2 separate regions of the Anas platyrhynchos genome follow, and region 1 is linked to region 2. A link is a contact called in public Hi-C data. All regions are on one chromosome and are shown on one strand. The core of a region is the stretch at or near the end of the contact, and the rest is flanking DNA. Distances in the headings are between cores, read along the strand shown.

Region 1 (5,474 bases), core at 2,532-5,031, 92 kb before region 2:
GTGGGCTTTGTGGGGCTTTCAGGAGATCATTTCCTCATACTGCTGCCCCCAGGGAGGACTCTTCCCTGTGCTGTTGTGGTTGCTGTCCTTATTGAACTGAAATATTGGGCTAAAGGAAGAGAAAATGGGATTATTTTAAACATTGCTGTTATTTCGGGTAAGCTGCATGTAAAATGAAATGGTTGCTGAGGGATGGTGGATACAGTCATACCCATACCAGTACTCAGAGGGGGCTGCAGGAGAGCTGGGGAGGGACTCTTGGTCAGGGAGTGCAGTGACAGAACATGGGGAAATGGCTTTAAACCGAAAGAAGGTGGGTTTAGGTTAGATATTAGGAGGAAATTCTTCACTGTGAGGGCAGTGAGGCCCTATCCTAGGCTGCCCAGAGGAGCTGTGGCTGCCCCATCCCTGGCAGTGCCCAAGGCCAGGCTGGATGGGGCTGGGGGCAGCCTGGGCTGCTGGAAGGGGGCCCTGCCCATGGAGGGGGTGGGATTAGATGGACTTTGAGGTCCCTGCCAACCCAAACCACTCTCTAATTCTAGGACTGAGTGGGCAGATCGTGTTTGCCTCTCCTGCAGGAGAAGTCCAAACAAACAAGCATACGGCAGGACACCAGGAGGCTGTGCCGCAGGGCGCTGCGCTGCAGGAGAGCAGGGAGATGCAGCGGATGACAAAGCCTGGATCTCTTACACGCTGCTTCTGAAGGAAAAATAACCTCGAGTTTAAAAAAACAAGCCATTGCAAAAAAAAAAAAAAAAAAAAAAAAGGCTCATTCTAGGAATATATTCAGAGGGAAAGTTATGTAAAATCTGGGAAACCATTGCTGCTGTGCTACTCAATGCCAAGGAGATTTGGACAGGAGCTGTGTTCAGTGCCAGTGTGCCTCAAGGCAGAAAATGCCGATGAAGTGGACTGGCAGAGCCACAGATTGTGGAGAGCCTAACCCACAGGAAAGCAGCACACTGTGCATTTCTTCTCAAAGAGAGAATTTGTCGGGATTAATGCTTGTTTTTTAGCAGGATGTATGTCAGATTGCTGTCCTCTCTAGAAAACAGCATCATTTTCAACCAAAAAATAATAATTCAGCATCATATTAGGACTACCACATAGCTACAGCCTAGCAGTACATGGTTTAAGTAGGGACATCGCCTATCTGGACCAGAGGAGCATTTCACCAGCAAGGATGCTTCTTCCCCTGGACTACCCCATGCAGACACCATGTACCTTTGTAGGTACGTGTCTGCAGATGGCATTTTGTGGCACAAAGGCATCTGGACGAACCTTCAAAAGCAAGGATTGTAAAAGCCTTTATCCCCCAGGATGCTGACCTGCTGCTGCTTTGCTTTCCAAAAGTGTTTTAGAGGTGTCTTTGGGACAGGTAATCCAGCTGGGAAGGCTGGTTAGGAGAGGAGAAAGGGAATGTAAGGAAATAGCTTCACGCCTGCATCATCAGAGATTTGAAGCGTTCTGGAATTTGGCTGAGAGCTGGGGTGTGGGTTTTCATTGAATAATCGACAGTTTCTGGGTACTGCAGAAAATGTTCCTGAGAGATCCTGAATTTGTCACTAGCGCATGCGAAAAGCAACCCTGTACCAGCAGGCTGCTCCTCTCTCTGCATTTTTACATATAATGTATGGTCCTCGTAAAATGGCAGGAAACTTCTTCCTTCTGGATTCATCCCCCCCCAAGCCAGGAATGCCACCCTGGAGGCATCTTTTGTGCTCCTCTCCCCGGATGCCTCCTGGAGCTGGATTTGTGCACAGAAGGAATGTGGCCTGCAGAAGTCCTCCCCAGCACGTCTTCCAGCAAAAGGAGCCCATCCGGATCCTCAGTGGGGAGAGAAAACCTCCTAAAAGCAAAGGTCAGTACAGGAGATGAAGGAGAGCCTCTTATCCAACTCCTCCGCCCTCTTTGTGAATGCTTTTGGTTCCAGGCGAGGCAAAACCCACGCAGAAATGGGCAGAAACCCCATGTTTGAGTGCACAGTGATGCAATCATTTCCCCGGCATCTCTTTATCGCCCATCCCCGAGCAGGTTTGGCTAGAAGTGGAATGGCATTGCTCATTTGCACAAGGATTCCCCGAGCATGACCTCTCCCTTGTAGTAGAAATCCCACAAGGAAGGAACACGGGTTTCTTGCTTAGTGTTTGAATTGGTGACTGGAACCGCCCGGGAAAATGCTCTCAGCTCACATGTGTCAGTGCTCTGACCCTGTAAGGACGGGCGGTGTCGATGTTTGCCATGGCTAACAGCCAAAGCACTCCAGAAGATTTGGGTGGACCAGCCTCGGGGCGAGGTTTTTCCTCAAAATGGGTGGGTTTTGGGGAATACCATCAGATCTTCTCGTGCAGAGCTTGGTGGCAGCTGGGGTGGCAGCTTGGGTCCTATTGCTTCTTGGACCCAAACTTGCAACTAGGTGTGATGTACGGCCCCATGGGTTGTGCGGAGGACACAGGAGAGCTGGGCTTCACCTCTGGCTTTGACTTTCTGAAGATCTTTAGTGACAAAGAGATTTAACTCTCCAGGCCCTGATGTTGCCTAAAACACAGCTGCAGGAGTTCTGCAATCATTGAAGCAACCAGAACAGCACAAACCAAGTTGTTTCCCTCAAACAGTTTTCACGCCTTTCATCTCCCATCTTTTGAGGGGAAAACCAGAAAATCTCTGTGGGTTCTGCCCACCTGCTTAACATCCTATTTGTGTTCCTGGGGCTGATCTGCAAGAGGCAGGTGGAGATGATGCTGAGAAGTCCCCAGACCATGCAGAGGTGTGCCCAGCACCACCCGAGCTCCTTCCAGCACCATGACGTGTTCAACGTCAATTCACTGGGGGTAATGAAGCAAGTTGAGCACCCTTTGGGGACCATGAAGGGCAGGGAGGGGTGATATTTAACAGGGTGACAATTTCTCAGCCCGGAGGGCGATTCATTTCTCCTGCTCCTTCCTGGTTGGCATACAGAGGGCTGCATTCCTGCAAACAATAGCTCGGCCAGCCTCAGCTACCTGCCATGCCCGCAGCCCTGCAGACACGGTCCTGCTGCTGCCTGCAGGTCCTGGGGATCAGCAGCTTGACCCCTTTGTCTACTAGGGTTTGAAATCCATTGGCTGTGACACTGATTCCATGGGGGTGACTGCTGTGTTGGCAGAAGGACAGGGCTTTGGGATTTCAGCAGAGGGTGCCTGGGGAGTCACAGCAGCAGCCAGGTCGCCGAAATGACAGGGATTAAAAATTAAGCTTGGGAGGGAGGGTGGGGTGATTTTGTGGGCGCTCAGGTATAGTCACCGACGCAAGCAGTCAGGTTTCCCACAGTAGATAAAACCACTGGTCTGCCTGAATGCTAAAAATAAATGGTGAGGGTGAGAGCTCCAGCAGCCTTTGCCACCGGGGCATGTCTCCTGCAAACTGCTGGGGACCCACACCGACTTTCTGCTTTGTGCACAGGCTTCCCATGTAATTGTGGCCCAAAAGGCATAAATAACCTCCTTTTCTCCATCCTACTTGTTCATGGTGCAACTCCCATGCCAGGACAGACCCCAGGATCTCCGGGGATGTGAGCACCACGACATGAGCAAGTTGCTCCTCCACCAAGGGCTGCCATGGTCACACAGCCATTAACTGGTGCTGGCACGGCCCTGCCTTCCCTGCGTGTGCAGTCCTTGCTGTGAAATGTCTGCTTTCTGCTGGATTCAGCTGCCGCTGGAAACTGCTGAGGCTTTGCTCGATGACCCTGACCAAAGCGTGCTGGAATTCGCTGGGTTTCAGACGGTTTTCATTAGGGCTGCGAGAGAGCCCCTGAGGTTTTGTGAAATTCCTGAGCTATCCGTACGGCAATGTGCAGGGCTGGCCGGTTGGTAGGGATGTTTGGTTTTGCTGCTCCTCCCTGCTCTCTGCCTTCCTCTCCTCCTTCTCTTCCCCGTCAAGGTAGGCTCTGCTCTCCCTAGGGGAACATCTGCTCCGTGCTGCGGCTGAGGACTGAAGACTAAGTGGTGACAGGACACTTAGGAGGAGGTTCGCCTTCGTGACCAAGTCAGCAGGCTGGTGCTTGGGTGATTTGGGCTTATTTAGGCCTTTATTACTCAGTTCCCACATTAATACTGCTGGGGAGACCTTATCCATCTCCCTGCTACTGATTGAAGACTGACGTGAGAGAGGTAAACACAGGGCCAGGCTCCCACAATCGCTCACCCTGGGAGGATCAGTTTAGGTGTCTGCGCTTGCTTTGTAAAGGGCTGAATCAGGATTTGAGATCTCTAAAGGAAGTCGGTAATTTAGTAAGGGTTATTAACAGCTGACAGCCCCGAACCTCAGCTCAGCTGGTTGCAGTTTATGTAAAACCAAGGAAAACACTCAGGGAAAGGAATGCAATAGCTCGGTTCTCCTGCACATCATTCCCCCGGGGTTAGACTCTGTATAGATCACCGCATTGCCTTGAAGCTCACCCCTTTAGGTTCTCCATCTCTTTCCTTAAAGGGCCAAGTTGACACGGAGTGCTTCCCCAAAGCCTTTTGGCTTTCTGGAGAAACAGAGCCGTTTTCTGAAGCAGTAGAAAATGGAAGCACAAACCTCATCCATCCTAGCAGGCACCCAGCCAATGACCTGAAGGACATCTGATGCCCAAACTCCACACCTGCATTAGGGGTAGGGTCTGACGGTGACATGGGGTGAGGGGTCTGGGGGCCTTCTGGAAGCCTCCCCAGATGAGGCAATGCCCTGAAAATGGCCGGATCTGTGCTGGGGCCCCACTGCCGCATTCCTCCTCTCCGTTCCCTCTGGAAAGCTGCCAGGGCCTCTGTTTGCCCATGCCACGCCGCACGGCCCCACCTGGGCCATCCTGTTTGCTCAGCACACCTGTTAATTCTTGGCACGAGCGAGCAAGTGGAGAAGGGAACAGAGCAGAGGATCCCGTGCCCCCCGTGCCCCCAGGCAGGGCCAGCAAAACTGATTGACCTCCCAAAGGTGAGGAGCAGCTCCCTGAGGATTTTCCTCCACATCTTTCCAAATATAATTTTGGAAAACAAAATTTGGTGCATCACAGAACCTTGCAAAGCCTTCGGTAGTGGTCAGTGCTCACACAACGAGGCCAGGGGAGGGCTGGTATGGCCACGTCCTTCAACGTCGCTGCGGTGAGGGCAGGTATCATTGCTGAGGTGTTTCTCCTTATTAGCAGAGACTTAAGAGTTGTGCCTCCTACCTCCAAGGATCACCTGTAGATATTTTAAGATGTAGAAGAGGGGTTTGAGCCTGAGCAGAAGCCCTGGGAGACCTTGCTGTGGTGCTGGAAGGTGACACCATCTCTGGCCCTCTCTCCTTTTCTTTTGCAAGGGGGACTTTCCCTCATGAGCCTAAGGAAATATGAGCCTCATATCCGCAGTTCTCATCCTATCATAGCTGGCTTAAAATGGGGTTTGCACCAAGGTTGCCAAACAATAAATTGGAGCAACCAGTACAGGTTTGGCTGTGCCAGAGGTACTGCT
Region 2 (5,277 bases), core at 1,682-4,181:
TGTCTTAAAACCAATTAAGGGCTTTAGTTTTATTTAAAAAGCATTGCTCTGATTGGACATTTAGCAGTTTTTGATTGAAAATAAAAAAAGTTCCAAGATGACTTTGACTTGTCCTGTGCAAAAAGGGAACGCTGCATGTTTAATGCACCGAGCAGCGCCAGTATGGCAAATTCTCCTGCACTACTGGCAAAGTTGTGGCTTTAAAAAACCCCACGTCATGCATCTGGCACAACCTCCAACAATCCAGGTGTGCCAGGCGTATCTTGTTTGCAGGAAAGGAGATCAAAGGCACCGGCTGCTCCGGAGCAGATCTCAGCTGATGCCAAGCAGCATCACCTCCACCCACGGAGGGTGAAGCCCAGAAGGCGCCTTCTCAGCACTCCCAGCTTCGAAGGGCAGGTGGAGATGATTCATTTGGAAATCTAAACCCAAGAGAAGTTAGTCCTCGGGATCGGCTGACAGAAAAACAAGGAAACGGCCTGTTCTGTAGGATTTTACGAGCCCCTCCCTGCTGACTCTCACCCTGGGCTGTGGCAGAAGGCATTCCTGTAACGGGGCTCTGGCATTCCCCGCACAATGTGCACAGTGTCTGGGATGAAGAGGTCAGTGTGTAAGAATAAGGCATAGCACAAATTAGCTATTCTACAATCTGGGTGAGCACAAGGACCCCCAGTTCACATACATGCCAGGTTCATGAGGCAAAAGAAAGCTTATTAATAGCCCACAGAGTCCGGCAGATCCATTGTATAATAAATGCAGATGACCTTTTATAAAAAAAAAAAGCACCAAGAAGCCCATACAGCTGAATCAAACACATCCAGAATAAAAGGCACAGACCACTAAATCACAGCAGCTACACGGGTCTACGGACAAGAGAGCACACTCAGTTTTCATCCCAGGATTCAGATCTCCATCCAAAGACAGAACAAACAAAACTCTACAAACTTTTCGGAAACTCTCATCAAAACAGTTGCTACTGGAAGACATCCCAGGGGTCTCTTACTGCGTGCTGGGATGGAACCGAGTGTCTGTGGTTAATTCTGACACAGCAAACACAGTTGTGTCCATGTGGGACAGGGATAAATTGAGCTTCAAAACACCAAGCCAAAGATAAAACATAGCTATAAACCACAGTATCTGAGAAATTTCTGACAAATGGAGCAGCACAAGTCTGATCCTGCTAAGTAACCAGCACGTGAGCAACCTCTCCTGTCTAAGAAGTCTGGCATTCGGAGTGACTTTGGCACTTGTGCACGTATGTGCCAAGGAATTTCAGCAAATAGTTTTCTGAAAGCACACAGCTCATTCCATACTTGTCTATTTTTCTGTCTGAGACAAGAAAATAGAATAACAAACAGACACTGAATTCTTCCCGGTCCCTAACACCACACACACACAAAAAAAAAAAGTAATATTCACTGAAAAATGACCTACAAGCCAGATTAGGAAAGCTTTTAATAGTTCCAGATGTATTTCCTAGCTTTCTTTCCCCAGTGGCTCTATAATGAATGAGATACCTACACAAAGTTTAGCATTAACCTCAGTTTCACCTTCCTGCCTGATTTCTAGGTTCTGGGAAAAGCAGAGGGAAGATTTCTTGAGCCTGGGGGTGATTTTTTTCACATTTTGCTTGGCAATGCTACCTGGTTCTGTTTACAGTCAATCACAGATCGATCTATCAATTTATTTTTATTTATAGCTCATCTACAGGAAGAAAGCACCTATCCCAAGAACAACAAATAAGCACATAGACTTTGCCCATTTCAAGTCCTGAGCTGTTCCTGCTCATCAGAGTGAATAAAACACAATGAAGAGGTAACAGATCGACATATACACGTCAGACTAGGGAATAAGGCATATTTCATTACCCTGCCTATCAGACAAGCCTCCTCAGCTTGGTACTGATCAAGACTTCTTAAATCTCACTTGCTGTCAAGGCTGAGAGGATTTCTTTTTGTTTAGAAACATTACTTGTATTTTACAGAGTATTTACAGAGTCTTGGGTGGCAGACACTGAGCCGAAGAGAGTTATCCTGGCTCTGCTGCCTTCCCCTGAGCCTGATTTACTCCGCTGAGCATCTGTCCCGCTCCCAGTTTCACCATAAAGGGGAGGAGATTTGGATCAGCCCGGCTGGGCTCGCACACGCTGATCAGCCAAGACACCCTTCCGAGCAACACATCTAACCCTAATAAAAGAGAAAAATCTGTCACCTCTCCCCCGTAACGCTGATTGAAACGCCGCGTTGCTTCCAACTGAGAGAACTGCAGCGGCAAAGGGGGAGGGAGGAGAGAGGAGGAAAAAAGCAAGCTCTCACATGAGATAAAAGGGCTGAAACGCAAGGACGTTTGCACAGACTTACTGTTGCAGGCGAGGAAGGTGCCGTTCGATTCCATGGCTGCGAAACGAGCCGGGGGGCGGCCGCGGAAAGGGCTCCGGCAAACAGCTGTGCCCAGATGTTAGCGCCGGCTGGGGCTGGCAGCCAGAGCCGCGAGGCTCCCCCGTGCTCCCTCCTCCAGTAATCCCCAAATGTCAGCTCCCTTCGGCGAGGCCTGCTCCTTCCCCTTGGCTGGAGAGCCGTCTTCGCTATGACTCCTCATTGATTTCCCTCCCGCATCCGCACGCCGCCGCCGCCTGCCCAACGCGTCGAGTGAGGCCAAGCGCCCCAGCTTCACCGCCGGCCCTGGCTCCTCCCTGTGCAAGCTGGCCTTCTCTGTGGGGCCAGCCTCCTGTTCCTGCTCCTGCTGGAGCTCCAAGCCCTGCTTCTGTTCCTGCTGCTGGCACAAACGCTGAAACACGCTCCGCTCCTTTCCGGCAAGGCTTCCAGAAGACGCCGAGCGCTCGAATCTGTCCCCAACCCAAGGGAAGGGCCGTGAGATGCGAGGCAGCGCTTGGGGTTTAAAGGGCTTGTAGGCATCTCTCAGGACACAACGCAACAAAACAAGGAGAAAAAAATGCAACAAAACAGCTCAGAAGTTGCTGGCGGACACGCTGTAACCACAAAAGCAGACAAAAAGCTGCAAGCTTTCCTTTCGAGACAGCGAGGCAGAAAGCAGAAAAAACTCCTCGCTGCCCTGAGGCTTGTACCGAGCCGAGCTGTTTTCCTCTGCCCTGCCCCCTGCTCTTAAAATAGATTACATTTTTTTTTTCCTTTTTTAAAGGAGAAAAAGATGATGCTGTCAAGCAGGGAGAGGGAAAGAAAGGGAATCCACACTGGGAAAATAAAGTGGCCATCTACTTGAGTGGTTGAGGGAGGTTTTTAATTATTTTTTTTCTGTTGTTTATTTTTATTTCTGGTTATTTAGGTGATCTTAATGCAATCGATGGAGCTGTCAGAGGATTCAAAGTCCTTGCTCCTCAGCAGCTGTGCGCACAGCAGCTCCGGTGACAGAAGGGAAAAGTCCCTCACTGACAGTGACAGCTCTGGGGTGCACCTGGTGACAAATACTTTGGGACTAGGACTGCTTGCCCATCCCTGCCAGGAATCGAGCTGTTCCTTCAAGAGCTCAGACTTCAGCTAATTTTATGCCCTCCAAACTGCCTTAATATAGCAAAACTCCTCCATGCTAGCACAAAGCATAAGAGCAAACAAGTGAGATGCTTTCTGAAGGACCCAGGAAGGAGCATCCCTTTTGCAAACCCACAATAAAAAAATAAAGGAGATACTGGCTTGGACAGGGTCAAATATTTTGGCAGTGAGGACAGCAGGAAAGCAGCCAGGGTGTCTCAAGAATCCTTGTAAAGTCTTAAAAGCCCCAGGGCAGGGGGGTTTCCAGAGGACACCACCAAAACCCATCACGCTATCAGCTGAAGGGGAAGCGGCTGCTGGACAGGCTGGTAGGTGAGTCAGCCAGACTGGAAACTCCGGTAAAGCGGTGGTGATGCAGGTGTTAGAGTTTTCAGAAGGGAGAAGAAGCAGAGAAGGGCAAACAGTTTGAAAGCGGTGACAGGAAATAACATTATAGTCACTCCTCTACCCTTCTCTATATCACACCCTGCTGCATCCTCACGCTGCCTAGCACCAGGCCTCACTTCAAGACATACCTGCCAGTCCCCCTGTGTCCCCTGTAGCAAAGTAAAGAGGTGTAAGCAAGCTGTTAGCCCCAAAAACAATTAAGATCATGGTCTGGATAGTGCCCCTTCACGACAGTACAGGGCACAGTGGCACCAAGATAGGATCAGCAGTCCCCTGCAACACTGTGAACTCCATCACGACTGTGCTGGCCTCCTTGGGCTGGACAGGGCACCTTCAAGAGGGACTGAGCTTCCCTGCCATCAAACCTTGAGATCTGAAGGTGTGAGATTTGAGATTTGAGGATCCTCTGCGCCTACCCCACCGCATCTGCCAGTGCATCCTCCTTGCCATGCTGCCTTCTTGATGAGAGCAAGTGGGGGCAGAAATAGTGCCTGCCAGGAGGATTCACAAAACTTTGTCCAACCTTGCACTTTTCTCCATTACGCCACTCTTCCCACTCCCATACCTGTCCAGAAGTATCACTATTACAGCTGCTTTCACTGCGGCACCTTCCTGCCATCCTAAGCTTAAGCATCACCACTCCTAAATCCGTGACAGGCTTGATGTGTGCTCAGCGCATGCCTAGCACTTGCAGGCAGCCTTGCATTCCTGGCATTCATCAGAAAGTACAGCAGCCACCATCAGAGCCAGCAAAACCCTGCAGCAAACACACCGAAGCTGAGATCATACAGCACTGGTCTCATCAGACCCTATTTTCTCAAGGCAAAAGTCTTTTTAGCTATATTTCTGCATGCACACCATACACACTTGATTTCCCATTCTTCTCCATTCCTGAAACAAATATATGCACAGAATAATAATTAGACCAAAATTACATGAGGACCAATTGGGCTCCTATAAGCTGCAGAAATCCTGAAACAATACCCCTAAGAATAAAAGGAAAATATAAGAATCCTATCTGAATCAAGTCCCTGGTCCCCACTTTGGATCACAGCCCTCACTGTTTGCCTTTCTGGTTTGGGTTTTGGCTGATCCAAAAGGCTCAAGGTGTTTAGGGGGACTGCCCTTTTCCTAGTTAAGCCTGCATCAAAGCTGAGTGGCAAGTTTAAAACTGGTGAAAAAAAAAAAAAAAAAAAAAAAAAAAAGAAATCATCTGGAGTCCTTAGAGAGCAATTTGTTCTCTAACAAAATGCGTAGATAAGATAGGCTGCAACTGACTGCTTATTTTTAAAAAGCTGTCTGAATTTCTGATCGCTTCTTCCCTGGTCTGAATGTACCTCCTAAACTCTATCCACCAGCAGGT

What was found. Hi-C and Micro-C count contacts between places; a contact is called where the count stands out from the background.
Region 1: a Hi-C map of liver shows a contact between it and region 2, with 2.3 times the contacts expected there. The contact joins the enhancer-like site here to the promoter of PLCD1 in region 2. A contact is called at or near these places in 3 of 8 Hi-C or Micro-C datasets (liver, skeletal muscle and subcutaneous adipose tissue).

What each region holds. Positions count from the first base shown.
Region 1 is chr2:154,759,463-154,764,936 of IASCAAS_PekinDuck_T2T, reverse strand. No RefSeq gene overlaps it. Among named protein-coding and RNA genes, the nearest start is that of VILL, 5.9 kb to the right of the region's middle. Within about 2 kb of position 3,781, at least 3 of the 8 cell types and tissues checked have an H3K27ac peak or open chromatin away from gene starts, as enhancers often do. A contact at or near this core is called in subcutaneous adipose tissue, where this site is marked.
Region 2 is chr2:154,666,666-154,671,942 of IASCAAS_PekinDuck_T2T, reverse strand. It overlaps PLCD1 (phospholipase C delta 1), which reads right to left and starts at 2,931. Exons shown (of 15, transcript XM_072033872.1): 1 at 2,361-2,931. The coding sequence starts at 2,394.